2 separate regions of the Gossypium hirsutum genome follow, and region 1 is linked to region 2. Evidence: chromatin contacts called from public Hi-C data. All regions are on one chromosome and are shown on one strand. The core of a region is the stretch at or near the end of the contact, and the rest is flanking DNA. Distances in the headings are between cores, read along the strand shown. Region 1 holds the start of LOC121221139 (transcription factor TCP20). Region 2 has its middle 64 kb from the start of LOC121221466.

Region 1 (2,700 bases), core at 150-2,649, 110 kb before region 2:
AAGAAAGAAAGTCATCCTCTCTTAGGAATGCTAGTATGTACCCAAAGTTTATAACTTTAGTGGCCTGATCCTTGGGAATCATCCTTAGCAGGGGGATTTTGCTGATTCTGCTTTTGCTGGAGCACCCTAGCCTGCCCCATTTGTTGATAAATTTGGCTTAAGGCTTGATGATTTAGAACCCCAATATGACCATCTTGAGACAACCCAAGTTCCAAACCAGGGAGTTGCTGGTTAGCCGCACCTAAGATTGAGGTGAAGCTCATCTGACCAATATTAGTAGCTGGCAAATCAAAACCAGGAATCCCGATTTTTTGCAGATAAATAGAACTTTCAGTGCCTAAATTGGTTGTAGATGGACCAGATGATGTCTGAAACCCATAACCACTGACTGAGGGCCATAACCCTGTTGCTACATGATGGGGTCTCCCCAAATTGTTGGCACCAACCGTTGCCCAACTGGTCCTACTGCTTCCAGACCCTATACTGGACCCCTCTAAGTCTTCCATCTTTTGGTGCAATCCAGCTGACAGAGAGGCCCCCTGATGAGAAACTGAGCCTCCAGCTGCTGCCAAAGCTGAAGCTGGTATGGTTCCGCTCCCCGTGGCGGCTATTATTGATGGTTCAGCTTGTTGTAACAGCCACTGTATGGTTTCCCCATCAGATTTGTGTCCCAATTCTCTGGTCAACTGAAAGATTCTAGCTGCACATAAAGCAGGCATCCTTATTCTTCTACCTCTCCCTTCAACTTTAGTGTGCCTGTCTTTGTTAGAACTTCTCTTTGGAGCCAACTGTTGTTTCTTCCCTTCTTCTTTACTTGCAACAATCCGGAAACCCTTGCTTTCACCTGCTTTGTTCTCTCCCATGCTTTGATGAGGCTGTTGTTGGGGTTGTGGTGGCAAGCTCAAGAAGTTGGATACTTCAGCTGGTGGCTGCTTGGAGCCTTTGGGATCCATGAACAGGTAAAGGGGTGGTAAGGTGGGGGCAAAGCAAATTAAAGCCAAAAAAACTAAGTTTCTTAGATTGAAGAAGGTTACCTGAAAAGTCCTCCACTTTCATGAGTTTTTCACTGTTTTTGGCAAGGAATGTGAAAGACAAACTAGTAATATAATATTGAAATCCCAAAGCACACCCCCAAAATGTCAAAAATTTTATCTTGGTTTTACAACATGTCTTCCTACTTTCTCTCACTGTCCTTTCTTACTCTTTTTCTTACAGTAGTGAACGGGTTTTGACTAATACTTCTGATACGATAGTAACTTTAACTGCCCATTTCCATGATTGATGGCTGATTCTCTTAGCGTTCTCTTCACTTCGCCTTTACCTTTTACTTGCTACAATATTATTTCGGCAGGCATCATACTAATGGTTCCATCTCTTGTAAGAGATTTGATAACACTCTAGAATAATGTATTTTTATATCTTAATTATGTATTTATTCTGAGTATGATCCTGTTAATTTAAATTATTTATAATCTTTTATCTTATAGGGGCTAAATTTGAGGCAAAAGCAAAATTAAGGGCCAAAAGCCTGAATTTAGAAATAAAATGGGCCAATGTGCGACACAAGGAAAAGTTGATGCCAAAAGTGCAAGTATGGAGAACACAAGGGTTGAAATGCAAAAAGAAGAGATTTTATTCTATTAAACTCTATTTTAATTATATTAGGATAATTAATATTAAGATAATTATTAAGAATTATTTTTAAGATTTTATTTTATTTATTTTTATTTATCTTCAATTAAATGTATTTATCTTTTAGGAATTTAAATAGGTATCTCCCCTAGCACTATAAATAGGGGATGAAATAACTCAAAAGAGGAGGATCCTTTTCTGTAAACACTCTTTCTCCAAAAGTCTAGGCTTTTGTTCTTCTCATATTTCCTTTCAATAAAATCTCTATTTTTATTTTATTTATTTTCTTTTCTACCACAACCATGAGCCACTAAACCCATCTAGCCAAAGGTTGTCGAAAATCTCCAAAAGGGTTCATGAGGCTTAGAATCTGTACTTAGCCTTCTCAACGAGTATTCATCGTTTCTTCGCACTACGGGGCTGACGCTTCCATCCATATCCCTTAAGAAGTAAGCTTTTCAACGTATGCAAAGGCGACCGCTTCGTATGTTTTGGGAAGGTTGCACAGTCGGTTCGTTAGCTTACTGCGTCAGAGGTTGGCGAGCCCAAGAGACAAAATGGCGTGGGATTCGCCATTGAGAAGCGTTGATCTAGCATAAGATGATCTCATAGAAGCTATTGTTGGCTAGAGTCAGGTTCCACCAAATCGTAAGTCTAAATCCTTGGAGCTGGTGGTCGAGGCATCCTCTTCCACTATAACTGGCTTATTTGGTTTGGGAAGGATCATCTAAAAGTCGAGGATTGAACCCAAGGCGAAATGAGATAACTGGAGGCTAGAATCTCCCATAAGAATTTTCTTTCTCTCAACTCTATTTTTCTCGAATTTTTGATTCAATATTCCTAATTCTGTTTTTATTTTATTTTTCGTTTCCAGATCCAAACCTTTAATTCTTCTATTTTTTTTATTTTTTTCAGGAACGCAGGTTTTCTTAGGCAAGATTCTGCCTAGGATTTCACAGAACAAGATATTGTGCAAATCCAGTCCTTGAGGATTTGACCCTACTTCCCTTTTACTATTATTTTTCATTATTTATTACGAATAGGATATTTTTTGTGCTTTCAATGACC
Region 2 (2,700 bases), core at 77-2,576:
TTTACCAACACAAACACAAACAAGATAAGGCCGAATCCTATGTAATTCCATAAGCAATCTTAAAAAATATCACGTATATTTTTTAAATATTTATTTTTAATATTTTATTATAACTCTACGAAACATTTATCAATTCCTTAATCCTACTTATAAAATATAAAAACTCCGCTGTAGAGTTATTCATATTATTAAAATATTGATAGTTGTAATGAATCTCAAGTAAAATGATAAAAATAATCTTTAAATCCTTAAATTATCCTTACCTCACTCGTTATCCCATAAAAGAAAAACCTTGTAACAATGAATATCAAATATGGAGTAGAATTTTCAACTAGTTATATATCAGTTTGGTGTAATGGTAAAAGCTATTGGAGTAGAATTGCCTAAAGATATTTTTAATTACATTAAATTAATTCCAAAATTAAAAAACAATTTTTTATTTAATTTAATTCAGTTTGCTGTGGGATTGCTTGTCTTTCATGTTTCTTGTCAGTTTGGTGCACTACTTGCTCAAAAATTACATCTCTTCAGCTTTCTTTTTTCCCTTCTTTTTCCAGTATGTATTTCACAAGTTTATTCAAATCATGCAGTTATCATTATTCAAATCTAAAAATTACATTTCTGTTTTTGTTCAACAAAATCGAACCACTTTTGTTTCTTATCGACCAAAATGGATTCATTATGTGGACGATGAGCTCAATGCATAAAATTTCCATTTCATGAATCCCTATATATGTATATGAATGAACTGAATATATACATATATTACTTAAGGGTTGGTCTATCAAGTACTTTGACACTTATGGTTAAATCCCAGCCATTCATTTTTTTTTAAGATTTACCCTTAGTAATTTTTTTCACTTATAATTTGTATATTTATTATTAATATAATTTTAAAAATAATTAATCTTTTTTTATAAAATTGTGATACTCAAAACTCTTAATATAAATCTTAAACTTTTATCTTTAAAAAAATTAAATTAAATTAAAGAGATTTGCGGTAGTGCCAACAGAATTGCCACTTAAGAAGTTCAAAAGTTGGCAGGTTGGCACGATTATTGAGACGATTTTACTATTGAAAATCAACAACAATAGCTGATGATGGAGATGATGGAGATTAACTTGTATTTTTTTTTTATCTTAAATCACTCCATGATAATGACATACAGTTTATATGGGAAATTAAAAACTTGGGAAATGGTCATTAATTAAAAGTACACTATACTCTTTGACTTTTCATTGGACGAACAATCCATGCAATACTTGGTCACCATAGTGGGGATATCCATACACACAGACATATATATCCTTTACTTTTCTCCTTTTTTTTTCTTTAATCATTCTTGCAAACTTGATTATTAAGCAACTTTAGGATGGGTTTGGCATGAATCATTGAAGTAATGAGAACATATATATATCTTTATTAATTTATTTATTCCTTTTTCAACTGCTTTCCCTTTATAAAAACTTACATAGAGCCTTTGCTTTGATGTGGAGAAGACCAATTCTTTGTGTTGTGATGATAATTATGGTTGGAGTTGGTAGGTGTACGTTGGTGATTGCATGGCTTGTCACATGTGCTTCCCATCATGGAGACAAAGGGAGGCCCCGCTCTTTGAAAACCAGTCTCACATGAATTCAAGCAATTTGATTAAATGGGAAAAGATCTTTGCTTTTGTTTATGGGTTTTCCAAATTTAATTTTTAAAGATTTTTTCTTTTCTCACCAGGAGATAAGCTTGGATCTTTCTTTGTTAGTATTCGTTTTAATCATTTGTCCTTTCCTTTTCAAAGCTTTTCCTTTTCTTTTTTCCCATTTGAATACCAAAGGGAGATAATTATATAAGCACACACCAAAATTTAGGCACTTTCCCATCAATTCCAAGGGCCTTATTACTTATTAGCTATTTGCACTACATTACATATGGTGTAATGTAATTTAGCTGTTTCAAGCTTAAAGAGGACATTTTAATTATTAAAAGAAGCTTTGAAGCTTCTTTTAATAATTAAAATGTCCTCTTTTAGCATATTTTTGCTTTGGTTTAAAAAAATAAAACAAACCCTTTTTTAAATTTTTTATGTAAATGTTTAAAATTACTCGTAATTTTTTCTAACTTTAAATAAAAAGATAAATGTGTTTCAGTACACTTAATCTATATCTTTTTCGATTAAGAACAATATCAATACTAACTCGAATAAACTCAGTCGACTTGAATAGTCTTTGTATTTGATAACATCTATTTGCATTCAAAACAAGACTCTGTACTCTAACATGCGTTAAATGTGCTATTGGTTACAAAATTCACATGCCTCTTGATTTACTTTGTTTCTTCATCGAATTTTTGCTCAGCTACACTGCCTTTGTAATTTTTTTTTCTTTCATCCCCACTGAAGCTGATAGGTTATAAGGATAGTAATAAATAGTACAAATTAGTAGATATTTGATATGTTGGTTGAAGATTCAGAAAATATTTAAATTTAAATATTTGAATTATTCTGTTCAATTAATTTAAAATGAATACAAATATTAATTTTTGAATATTTATTATCTGAATCTATTTTATTTTTTTACATATAATAAACTTAAATTTGGATATTCTAATCCATAATTTAATTTACTTTCTAAAATTTTGACTTTGAGATATTTAATGGGTAACTTTTTAACTCGAATTTGGATTAAGAAGATGCTTGAATTTTAATT

Evidence for each region. Hi-C and Micro-C count contacts between places; a contact is called where the count stands out from the background.
Region 1: a Hi-C map of leaf shows a contact between it and region 2, with 4 times the contacts expected there. The contact joins the promoter of LOC121221139 here to the enhancer-like site in region 2. A contact is called at or near these places in 8 of 34 Hi-C or Micro-C datasets (callus, hypocotyl and leaf).

Annotation. Positions count from the first base shown.
Region 1 is chrD09:13,666,439-13,669,138 of Gossypium_hirsutum_v2.1, reverse strand. It overlaps LOC121221139 (transcription factor TCP20), which reads right to left and starts at 1,399. Exons shown (of 4, transcript XM_041101688.1): 1 at 1,035-1,399; 2 at 1-940. The coding sequence starts at 1,056. The coding sequence ends at 57.
Region 2 is chrD09:13,560,972-13,563,671 of Gossypium_hirsutum_v2.1, reverse strand. No RefSeq gene overlaps it. Among protein-coding and RNA genes, the nearest start is that of LOC121221466, 64 kb to the right of the region's middle. Within about 2 kb of position 1,326, at least 2 of the 9 cell types and tissues checked have an H3K27ac peak or open chromatin away from gene starts, as enhancers often do. A contact at or near this core is called in hypocotyl and leaf, where this site is marked.